Linked DNA regions of Mus musculus: all the other regions are linked to region 1. Evidence: chromatin contacts called from public HiChIP or PLAC-seq data. All regions are on one chromosome and are shown on one strand. The core of a region is the stretch at or near the end of the contact, and the rest is flanking DNA. Distances in the headings are between cores, read along the strand shown. Region 1 overlaps Gm4876 (predicted gene 4876). Region 2 overlaps Met (met proto-oncogene). Region 3 has its middle 21 kb from the start of Gm46953.

Region 1 (4,007 bases), core at 794-3,293:
GTCTTATAAAAGGAAGAATGTGACCTTCGAATAGCAGCCACATTTACCTCCCACACATACCTCCCCACCACCACCACTCCCCTCGCCCCAGGAGATGGTCAGGGCAATGGGTTCAAGGCAGAGCTACAGAGCCAAAGTGTTCCCCCAGGTAGTCCCTACAGAGACAGAGCTGCCTGGATAGGTACAACTCTTGAGGAAGAGGAAGGCAGGATGGTTAGAGCTGGAATTGACATGTTCTTTTTAAAGGCACAGGAGCCTAGGCAAAGAAAATCTTCTCTTGTTGGGAGATAGAAAGATTTTTGTTTGTCTTTTTTATGACATAAACTCCAATTCCCTGCATGTTAGTCATTTGTGTTTTATTTTCCATGAGGAATTTTAATGTACCCACTCAAGTGGTACTCCTGAATTTAACTATTTAAAACTCTTGATCTTTCATTTCTCAAATTTAGTTGGGTAATCTCTTTTGCTTTTATGGGTAACTCATAAATTAGCATCATCCTCCCTGAGGATGAAGAGGGGCTCCAGTGAGCTCAGCAGAGCATGGAAGCGGGGTTTATTTTGGCAGAAAAGGCTGAAGTAAACAACCAGGAATGATTGCTTTCCTTTTAAAGTCGGAAAAGAGGGGAGTGTCCTATACTGTGGTTGACTGGGATCTTCTTCTTGGATGCTAGAAAGCCCTGAGGTTGCTTATTTGTTTTAAAGATTAGTTTTCTTCCAACTTTGCTTTGTTTATCTATCAGGAATAACTCTATTACAGTGTAGTCTGATCATCTCGGTCTAGTGTAGGAACTTAATCTAAATCAGTGGTCACCAATACATGCCATGCAATATCACTCTACGGTAAGAGTACTCACTGGTGGTTTGATAGTGTTGTGTCCAATATTGTCCATATTTTCACAGTACATTATCCTGTTTCTTTTTATGAGAGACTTTACTTTCAAGGTAAATTTCTTTTGGGAAGACATCTACCTAAGTGCCACACATGCAACTGACCCCAGGTAACATCTACGGTAGAACCACTTGGCAAGAGGGTTTGAAGAAGAGGTATAATCAGTTCAGCTCCACCCATGGAGCAAACGCCTCAAGTGGGAGAAAAATGCTGTGGATTTGTTCTAGAGATTTCAAAATAAAAGGCACCAATTCAAAAGATATCAACCCAAGGGGTGACAGGAGTCTCCTTACATGTTTCTCTACATTGTGGGTTGTACCTCTATTTGATCTTTTCAGGACATTGTACATATCTCTAATGATAAAAATTTTATGTGTGTATGTGCACACGTGCACTTGTCTCTCTGTGTGTATATAAATAAGAAAGACAATCTTGTAACTAATCTAGCAAAACATACTTAAAATTTAACATTTGATCTTCATCCAATGATATCTTTTTTATACCCATTGGTTAACTGACAATCAGAAGGAGGGAATCCATTGTAAAGTGAATCCTTTGCTTTCAGCAGATTCTCTTTGCTCTATTGTCATCAGAGCTGTCATCTTATTCAAAGTCCTCAGACTCCCTGGTTGTCAGCCTTCACATGTGTCTTTGAAATGGCTTCAGTAACCATCTCTAAGCTATTCCATTGTCTCCCCTAATTTGCATCAGTCTGATTCATTCATTCCTTAGCTGGGTTATAGGGTAGCTTTTCCCCTGTCGTACCCATGCTGTTAAGCTGCCTCTCACTCACTATTATCACAGTAGGATTCAAAATGCTCATTTGGTAAAGGCCTGTTGCTCTTGAAGGAAGACAGAACATTTAACAAATGAGCACAGAGAGCATTTGAGAGTAGCTTTTAAAATAAGATCTGAAATCCATTTTGCCTATATTAAAATAGTTTTCTTGGAGGATGAAAAAGCCTGTTGGCAATCAGAGGCTTGTGTGACATTCAAGTCTACCCAGAGGAAGCGGCCAAGTAGAGAGGCTCACTGCTTTACAGATTTGCATTGTTCTGCTAACTTTCCTGCGCCAAAACCACTCAGTTGCTCCCTTTCACCAACCTCTAAGGTCACAAGACAGACAGTTCTTTCTTGATTACTCAAACAAATACACGTCTGATTCAGAGGAGGGAAAAGAGTTGCCAAACTCAATGCTTAGGAAGGGCAAGGCTGCCTTTGCTTTATAAGCCAGCCTGATGAATCACCACATCCATGACTAATTGTGGTGTTAAAATGTGCCCAGGAATATTGCCTGGTTTTTATAAAGGGAAATTCTAAAGGAGACCCAGAGAAACAAGAAAGAGAAAACGACACTTGTGCACGAATGTGCGTATGGCACAATCATTCCAAAAAACTTAGTAAGTCTCTTGCTCTGCAACAGGCAATCAAATCCTAGAAAATGTGAGACTGGCGTGGATATCAGCATGGCTTTCTTCACAGCAGTTAAGTTTGTGAGCTCAGAAAAGATTTCCCAAATGTTTCCTAGATCTCAGAAGGTTAAACTCAGACATGAAGACAGACTGGTAAAAAAAGACTGATGCTTATATGCATAAAACATATGTGTTTATGTAAATATATGACTATATAGAATATAAATGTAAATATTATGTACATAAGTATGCACATGCATGTTTAAATAGTTACAATGTATATGCAGTGGGTACACTTATATAAAAATCTATTCTTTCTTTGTATCATTACACAGTTATATTATTATTCTTAGTAATATACACATGGTTCTCTCATTGTTCTGAGACAAGTTCTCTTACTTCTTGAGACCCTCTTCTCATAGTGTTCCGCGTGCTGAGAGTGCAGCCATTCTGCCCAGCAAGAAAAACAGTATTCTTTCAGTTAATTATGTTGTCTGTTCTGAAAGACCACACACAAAGGGAAAATTGCAGGACAGGGCAACACAGTCAGTGATGGAATCTACTGAGAGAACTAGGGAGGACGTCTTGGAAGGACGAAAGAGAAAAACTGGAGGGCAAGATCTGAGCAAGTGAGAAATGAGCTGATCCATCTTCTAGGACTTGGAGCAGTGACGTTTTGTGGCAGAGAAAAAGTTGGAGCAGTGAGGGTTAGGAATCTCAGATAGAGTAAACCAGACAGCTAGAAGAGCCTTGCCTCCATGATGAACATGATGACCTACTGTGAAAACATTAGCAAATAGAATCTAACAATAAAGAGAAAGAATAATACATCACGAATAGATGCAGTACATCTAAATGCAGAAAATCTATAAAAAAATCAATGTAAGAACGGCTTTAAGAAAAATGATACAAATAAACAAAATTAAAAGATAAAAATCAATGCAATCATTCATATTTTAAAAACACTATTGTATGGGCACAGAAAAAACATTGGCTAAATCCTGCATCTCTTCATGGTAGAAAGCACCCATTCTGGCAATCTAGGACAGATGTAAACTTCCTTAATCTGGTCAAGGATTCTCTTTACAACAAACAGTAGAGAAGTCGGTTGGTCACCCTACTTAGTGAAATGCTATGCCCTGGGATCAGGAACTCAACAAGGATATCTGGAGCACCATTGTAGGTTGGACAGGGAGTAAAAAAGAAAACCAGCAGGTAAACAAACACCAAACAAGGATGTTGCTTGCTGATCCTTATGCTCTCCAAGTAAGGAACACGCAAAAGGATCTATAAGGACCCACAAGCATCCTAACAGATAATGAATGACTCAGGCAAACTTTCATTGTGTGTGTGCCAGCCCTAGTTTTAAATTCTGGTGCTTTGTGATGAAAAACTAGAAGTTTAAAGTTTAAAATAGCTCAATTTAGAATTAAATGAGCTAACCATATAATTTCTTTAGGTAGGAAACTAACACAAAATGAATGTATGAGAAAAGAGAAAATAAAAAACATTAAAGAGGGGTAAACTCAAGAAAATATGAATATAAAACATTTATAGAAATTTAAGATAATGTGCAAGAAAAAAACCACTGGCTTGAGGAAATGGCTCAGGCTGTAAAAGTCTTCTCACACAAGGACAAAAGCTTGAGTTCTGTCCCAGAAACCACATTAAAAAGCCAGACATAACTCCACACTTGTGATCTCAGC
Region 2 (4,007 bases), core at 857-3,356, 340 kb after region 1:
GTGTCAGGTCATCATTTGGATACATTATTTTCATCTTGAGCTCATTCTACATATTCTACTTCAAAAATACATAGGAGAAAGATGAGAGTGTACCACCTTAGCAGTCTGAGCTGATGAGCAGGCTTCCAGGATGCCAGTCGAGGAGGTATTTACGAGTAATGGTTCAAAAACACAGAGAAATCCTTTCTTTCCATTTCTTTGAGTACTGTACATAGTCCCCAGCCATGCCACCCTGAACATGCCTGATCTTCTCTGAAAATTTATGTAAAGTTGCTTTTATCCATTTGATCTTATGTATGAACTCCCAAATCCATAAGTATTTTTTTACTGGATATTGTTTGTATGTGATTTGCAAGGAATAAAGGAATCATTATGAAACTGCTGACCCAAAAGGAAGAATGCAAGAAACAATTTTACTGGCTCCTGTAACCTTAAAACATGGTGGGATACAGATAGCCAACTGGTAGTGAGAGCCTCCACCTCTCCATGTTTAAGCTTTTCTGCCTGCAGCATCAGCTTCACACTCAGGCTGGCTCTCCCCACACAGTAGCCAAGATGGTCCTCAGAGACTGCAAGGTAGTATCATCTGTATCTTTGGAATCTCTGAACATGAGTGATTCTCTGCCAGCATCCATATGGTTGTCCTTGCTTTGGTCGTATGTTCACCCTAACTGAGCACTGGCTCAGACGACTAGAGCTCATTGAAACGCCAGACTGGTGAGCGTCCTCTTCCTGCAGTGAGAAGAGAGCATCATGATTGATGGGCAATCTCAGTAGATGGGGTAGTGAGGGATTTCGAAAGAGCTGCCAGAGGAAGAGACAATAGGAGCTGAGCGGATATAAATAACTGTTCACTTAAGTACTATGTCTTTTGAATACAACCTTTCCCCTAGAATTGCGACTAATTAAGCACAGTTCAAACAGGCATCGTGTGTTTTTACAAATTTATAAGTACTGAGGGGACCTTGATTCCATGTGCACCTTTGGCTAACATTTCATTCTCTTCCAACACACATGTCATCTGAAAAAATCAGAATAATAGTTGCCTTATGACTGTAATTAGGAAAAAAATTATATAGCTGAGGATATCTTGCAAACTAGAAGGTGCTTTCAACAGAGTAACATACCATGTGACTTCTAGGAAAAATCAGTCCCTAAAGCAAAGTTAATTGTGTCAAAGTTTATGAAGTTTTTCCTCCTTTAAAAAGATGTAATGTCCCATTACACCTGCTGAAAACTTCCCTGAGGAATCAGTCCTTAAATACAGCACTATGCTTTGGCTGCTGATAGAATTGCTGGCAAGCACAGACCCTGCTCAATAGAAACCTAGAGAATCCTCCACATTGCTAGACTTGGGGGCAATGCTGCGACCAAGTAGTTCACTAAGAAAACTAGAAACGGATAGGTAGTAGAGAAGAGTTGAATGGCAGGTTGGAAGGTTGGCCTGAGCCCAAATTCATAGTTAACAGGCAGTCTTTCATGAAGAGACTCCTAAATACCACAAACTTAATGACCAAGATGGCACAGGGGTGCTCATTCCCAGGAAATGTTTGTTCAGTGAGCGTATTCTTGCAACCAACTGCAGAGAAATAAGAAAATGTTTTATAGGTGATTTGGTTTCATCTGCTATGTGCACATTTCAAGGGAATGAATCAGTCAGTCTGTTTGAATCATCTTTGTACGTTTTATTTAGTCAAAAAATCAGTTAAATGACTCGCACTATTTCAAAAAGAAAAAAAAAAAAACGAAGAGAAGTAGAGAGCAAGACATTCTGTGTTGAAGTCTGATTCAGACCCATCACAGGATTCAATGGATGGAGGCAGAAATATATGGAAGTGAGAATATTTCTGAAGTCTCTACCATCATAAACATTCAAATTTTTGTCCTAGCCCGGTTTGGCATAGAGCTAGGGGAGAAAGTTGGAGTCGTGAGGTAAACACGATTCTCATATATTCAGGTTGATGGCCCCGGAGTGACGGGTAATTGTAGAAAAGCAGTCCCAGAGATCAGGATTGTCACAGTTGGAACATACATTGGAGTTGATTGGTTCACTTCAGGAATGCCAGTAAATATTTCATAACCATTCCAGGGTGGAAGGACAAAGCTCTAATGTGCAATATTTGCCAATCCCTGTGAAATAACACTCCCATCATGCTGACTTTTGGTTGTCAAGATAAGGTGGCTGAAATGTAAGTCGGGAAGAAACTCACAAGACAGGTGTAACTGAGCTAGTGCTAGGGGACTGACGCATGCTACTGGTTCAAAACTCACTCTACAATCGGGAAAGATGCCCAAGAAGTTAAGTGACTTACTTTGGGTCATACAACGTAGCTCCATTGCCACAAACTGAAACTAGCTTCTACTACTCGAGATTATGAATGCATTATGAGAAAAGCATCCTAATTGATTGCTAAGTCTACTTAACTCTATAGCCTGGCTACATTTCCCTTCTTTGAACTTCTCGCCTTGAGTTTAAGCTGCTGTGTGATTGTCTCTCCTTCCCATCACTCTGTATTCTCATTGATGGTTTGAAAGTAATTTAATCACCTTCAACTCTTCTCAGTCTCTGAAACATCATAGATACCCACCCATGTTTTCCGAGTCTAGGAAAGAACAGTGATCATACCTACCATGGGCCAGACACTATGCTAACATCTACTCCTCAAAGAATTCAAAGAGCCTCCCTCAGAAATGAGGTGGATCCCATAATACACCTGACCAGAGTATGTGTCTGTGCACTGGGCACCAGAGTCTGCCCGTGGCACTCGGCTCTCACCAACACACACCTCTGTGGGCAGGTCAAGTCTTAATTGCACAGAATGGTCTAGAAAATGGTGTGTATTAAGTGATTAATAGCATCCTTCCTCCCTGCTAGCTTACTTCTGATTTGCTGTCCCATCCAATGAGACAACAACAACAACAACAAAAATCTCATTCATACATTTGCTGGATTTTAGTTTGTTAAGCATCAGCACGGTACGTGACATACATATAAACCTTAGAACATGTTTCTTATTTTAAAAACATAGGTAACTCGTCAGAATGTAAAAACAAAATAAAGATTATTCTGAAGCTTCTTTCACAAGAGAAAACCTAAAAGCCATGCACACTCAATACTGCACTACTGGGTCAGCTTGGATGCAAATGAGTTATAAGATTGCTTGGCCTTCCCTTAGGGAGTCAGCATTCATTTATTTACCTTCAGTTTTTTGGAGAAAAATATAAAGATTGTGTTCTCATTCCTGGAAGATATACTGATGTGTGTCGTGTTAAGAAACAATTTTTCATAAAATGTACTCTGGACTGATATGACAATTTGTCTCCTATCCTTATTTTTTATTCCCTCTTGTTTCCCTCACCAGCATCAAAAAAAAAAAAAATTCTAGTATATTTCTGAACAATGAGAAGTACACTTAAAAATAGCAAGTTCAGCTCCAGTCGCCATATATACTCTAAGATGGTCATGTATCTTCGAACTGTCCGCTCTTTTTTTATACTTAAAAACAATAAGGGGGAGTGGGTGTGTAGGGGAGTGGGGGTGGGTGGGTATGGGGGACTTTTGGTATAGCATTGGAAATGTAAATGAGCTAAATACCTAATAAAAAATGGAAAAAAAAAACAATCCCATGAGAATATTGAGCTGTGGGTGCAGAGGTGAATGAATGACCTTAAGTCACATGGCTAGACAGGGAAGGGCTGGGATTGGAGCTCTGATGGGGAAACCTGCTCCGGCAGTGATCTCTCTCTCTCTCTCTCTCTCTCTCTCTCTCTCTCTCTCTCTCTCTCTCTCTCTCTCTCGGTGTTAATGAAGCATCTGGGCATGGGCGACTGTCGGCTAGGCATGGATTGAGTCTTGGTTCACACTGGGTGACTTCTGTCAAGCACCCTCATCCAGAAGAGGATACTAATCAACTTCCTTCTTCACAGGATGGCTGTGGAGAGAAAGCTGACGGTGTAGCAGAACGCTTGGCATGTGGTAAGCACGCAGTGCACATTTTTGTTGTTTT
Region 3 (4,007 bases), core at 841-3,340, 260 kb after region 1:
TTATTATAGACTTTGCTCTCATTTGCACTTCAGGATTCCAAGAGCTCCCAAAATCTTAAATGCAATCCCTTGGAGGTAGAGGCACGACTAGCTCTTCCTAAGCATAGCAACTCACTAAGGTTGGACCTAGAAGCATCTATGTGTCCAGCCATGTGTGGGCATATTGCCCCATTCCCATCTTCACCTGTGCCAGTATGCTGACACATCACAAGGGGACGGAGTATACATCTACAGTCAACTGACACACTCACGTTCCGTCTCAGCCTAGAGACTCTCCTGCCTCCCTCCTATTCCCTTAACAAGCCAAGTTGCCTTCCAAATAAAATTAGGCTCATCTGGCAACAGGACTTCAGACGTAACAATCTAAAACACCCTCTGGAAAAGAAATGTACATTTCTGGCCACTCTTAGGAAGTGAGGAAGCAGATAGAGAAAAATGCAGGGAGAACAAAACGGATACTACTTGCTATCTTACACACGGCTGGAATCTTTAGCCTGGTAAAAATCTTCAACTGTTTATTTTCCGACCAAACATACTGAATCGGAATTGAATTTTCCTAAACTCCTTTTGTATTTTCCACCAATCTTGTAAAGCCCTCCCTCAAGTAACTAGGCTTCAGAGACATGATCTCTGAGACTTTGGATGCTTCATTGCTTCCTGCAATTCCAAAGAGATAAGCGCAGGTCTGGCCGTCTGATTTGACAAGCCAAGACAGGCAAGCAGTAGAGAAAGTGAGCTCTAGGGTAAAATGACCACTGTGCTCCAGGGACACCTAAGAACTTGCCATCCCTGGTGTCACCTTCACCTCTTTAACATTGTACTTTTTACTAAGTGTTCCACCTTGAAAACAAACGAATCTTTCAAAACTCAGTTCAGGTGACTACTATGCCAAGAAACCTTCAAGCACATCCTATAGTCGACCACCATCTCTCTCCAGCCACCCATGCTGCAGCCATTGCACCTATGATATTTTTCCTTACTTTTCTGCTTTCCTCTTTTGGATTATAAATTCCTCGAGAGCACAGTGACACCAGCTCCTGTCTCTTTCTCTAGAGCTAGGAACCACAGATTGCTCTTGGATCTCTTCATAATTGTTGGAATGATTTGATGAGTACCTTCGAGTGGCTACAAATAACAGTGAATGACTTCTTGTTGCTTGCAGTGCCAGAACTCGATCATCAGGTGTTCTTCCACTCTCCTAGGATTGCACTGAACTCTTCTGCAGCTATGCAGAAGGACCACTTAATTGCTTCGCAGTTTAATTGCTACTGATAACACCTGCTGGGACATGCTCTCTGGAGCCTTCTGAGCATAGAAAAAGAAAGGGAATTCTCACTCTCCTTTAAGAGACTCTGCTTCTCTGATGACCAACAGGTGAAGTTCTTGAATACCTACAGATTTAAGCTTCCAGATTTTGAATGGATGAGCTTTTAAAATGGAGGGGTATTTTTCCTTATAAAATGAGATGTTGATATTAGTATGGTTCTTATGTATTTTGGCAGTCTCATAAGGTGCCATCTGGATTGGGAAAATAAGTTAAGGGCCAAAAAAAATATATAGCTCACAATTCATAAAATGTTAGTGTAGAAAATATAAGTTACATTAAAAGAAGAGTAAAAACAACTACAACTGTTAAGTCAACTCAGCATGTGGCAAGAATATCGTAAAAGATTCAATGCTTGGTTATCAAAAAGTGGGGTTATTCAAGGGTACCCCATCTTGCATGTAGTATATTTTTTGCTTTTATTATGCAAACTGTTTCCATACTTTTGCTAAACAACAATCCAGCCAGGTTCAAAACTAGGCTCTACCACTTTCTGGCTGTGCAATTTCAGTAAATTACTTTACACCATCCCCAACCCACTGCCTCAACTTAATTATCTGTAAAATAGAAGCCATATCCTTAGCAGAGGACCTACTACTGTTATTCTGGTATGTGGACATAGCATTAAAATGATGTTGTCACAACAGCGCTTACATCGTAGGGCTTAGACTGCAGTTCCAATGCTTAGAGCTGTTCATTGAATGTGAAGTATGGAGTGAGTTGCTGTGACTACTGCTATTATCAGTGTTATCAATAATGTAATCAGAAACTATGTGGCAACTGGTTAAGTATGCACTGTGACTAAGCAATTGTCAGCAGCTCTCGCCGATCCTCTGCAGCCAGACAAAGAAGCTGGACAAAATGTTAGCTGAGGGGGAGGGAAGAGGACAAAGGGAGGGTCTCACCTTTTTCTTTGAAAGATTTAATATTAGCGCTAGGAATTCAGTGTCCTGTCAAGTACTTTGTCCCTCACAAAAGCCCAAGGAAGAAAGGATAGAAATGTAAAAACCACAATTCAGGGAGTAAAGATGGAGCAGTCCTGAGAGAGTCCACCTTAGTCAAAAACACTTCCATCAGAGCTCAGTAGGTCACCAAAAGCTGAAAAGGAATAGGAAGGCTCTGGTGACTTTAGGACTAACAAGATCTTCCCTGATGCTCCATTTCCTGCTGCGCTTACACGTGGCAGGAAGTCTCTATTCACTGGACATGACTGATCCATGGCTGGCAGTCACTCCACACTGTCTTTGCTTAGGCTTCTTTTCTCAGCATTTTGAGTTTCTCCCTTCCAGACTTAATGATTCCTCCTCTTCTGCATGCTTATTTTATATACTCTCCCTGAAAAGGCCTTAATAACCTCTTAATGGGTAGTCACTTTACAGAACCTCATTAAAATGATATTGCAAGATCCTTACAAATGCTTTCAAAGAAAGGCAGAGAAGGCAGATGCATAAAACCATGGTGGACTCTCAAAGTTGAATTTTACTAGATCAGCAAGGTTTAGACATATCTAGGGGCAAACTCTTACTCCTGTTCTGAACGTTATCATGAAAGATTCTTGCCCTCTGGCCGTCTAGATTTTTTAAGCCAGAAGTGCCACTGAAACAGTGAAGGCCCATGAAGGTATAGCAAAGTCCTTCTGGTGAAGAGAATGAAGTCCCTGGCCTGGGTGGAAACTTGACATGCGCAGTTGGACTAGTCAATCACCTGGCCAAGGGATCACTCCTAATGTAGGACCACCACTAGGAAGGCAGGCTCATGGGAAGCAATGCTGTGGACCTAGGCAGTATAATAACCCTGTAAAAAGTGAGATAGTGTGTGTTCACTTCTCAGGCATCCCACCTCAGTCTCTTAGAGAGAGCAGACCTGATGCTTTATGTGAATGTCCATGAAATTTTCTAAAAGAGCATAACTTTTTTCCTTTTCTCCTTTCCTTTTTTTTTTTTTTTTCCGAAGCATGCATTCACTAATGCCTTGGGCTTCATTCTTTCTCTAAAGCTCTCCTCCTCACTATGTGGCTGACATCCTTGGACAGTTTAACTCAAATGACATGGCCTCTTTTCCTTCTCCTTTCAGACTCCTCTTCTGATATAGTATATGATATAGCTCGCCCATTCTAGGATATTTCTTTTAAAATTGTCTTTAGGCTTCTATTTGAAGTCATCCTTAAATTTTTATCAATAAAACTAAGAGCTCCAAGAAGGTACCCCGATTTTCACGGTATCATCTGGAAGTTGCAAAGGTGTTCCCCAGAATTTCTGGTAACAGATAAACAAGGCAACTAGCCAATTCATGTGATGATAAAATTCATCCTGACTTTAATGGATCCCTTAAAAGAGCTAAGAGTCTCCTCAAAGAGGCTTCCATATCTTCAGAAATTCAAAGGGGTCAGAGGGCCCCTGTGCAAATCTAAAACATCAGCATCTTTAGTTTCTTCTTGTTCTCCATCCCTGGCCCCATCTACTTATCCAAGAGATAACTTTTGTTTCCTCTTGTCTGCCACTGTTTTCCACTGCTCTCCCTCCCACTCTTCCTGTGGGAGACCCAAGGTTAAGAACTGTTGTTATCAGCTGCCTCTTTAAATAGCTCTTCCCACTCTTAGCCACACTTGCTTAACATGAACTACGAGGCTAAGTCAGCACCCTTGGGAGCCCACGCCCCACCACATCCAACTCCTTCTCAATGA

Evidence for each region. HiChIP or PLAC-seq counts read pairs in DNA pulled down with a chosen protein or histone mark.
Region 2: a contact with region 1 is called in a CTCF HiChIP or PLAC-seq map of the NIH/3T3 cell line, with 5 read pairs. The contact joins two enhancer-like sites.
Region 3: a contact with region 1 is called in a FOXA1 HiChIP or PLAC-seq map of pancreatic cancer cells. The contact joins two enhancer-like sites. A contact is called at or near these places in 1 of 484 Hi-C or Micro-C datasets (muscle stem cells) and 1 of 115 datasets of contacts at active chromatin or transcription factors (pancreatic cancer cells).

What each region holds. Positions count from the first base shown.
Region 1 is chr6:17,141,173-17,145,179 of GRCm38.p6, forward strand. All of the region lies in intron 1 of Gm4876 (predicted gene 4876), which reads right to left. Among named protein-coding and RNA genes, the nearest start is that of Gm4876, 29 kb to the right of the region's middle. Within about 2 kb of position 2,044, at least 108 of the 459 cell types and tissues checked have an H3K27ac peak or open chromatin away from gene starts, as enhancers often do. A contact at or near this core is called in the NIH/3T3 cell line and pancreatic cancer cells, where this site is marked.
Region 2 is chr6:17,483,870-17,487,876 of GRCm38.p6, forward strand. Met (met proto-oncogene) reads left to right here. Exons shown (of 22, transcript NM_008591.2): 2 at 3,928-3,976. Among named protein-coding and RNA genes, the nearest start is that of Met, 22 kb to the left of the region's middle. Within about 2 kb of position 2,107, at least 26 of the 459 cell types and tissues checked have an H3K27ac peak or open chromatin away from gene starts, as enhancers often do. A contact at or near this core is called in the NIH/3T3 cell line, where this site is marked.
Region 3 is chr6:17,401,186-17,405,192 of GRCm38.p6, forward strand. No RefSeq gene overlaps it. Among named protein-coding and RNA genes, the nearest start is that of Gm46953, 21 kb to the left of the region's middle. Within about 2 kb of position 2,091, at least 12 of the 459 cell types and tissues checked have an H3K27ac peak or open chromatin away from gene starts, as enhancers often do. A contact at or near this core is called in pancreatic cancer cells, where this site is marked.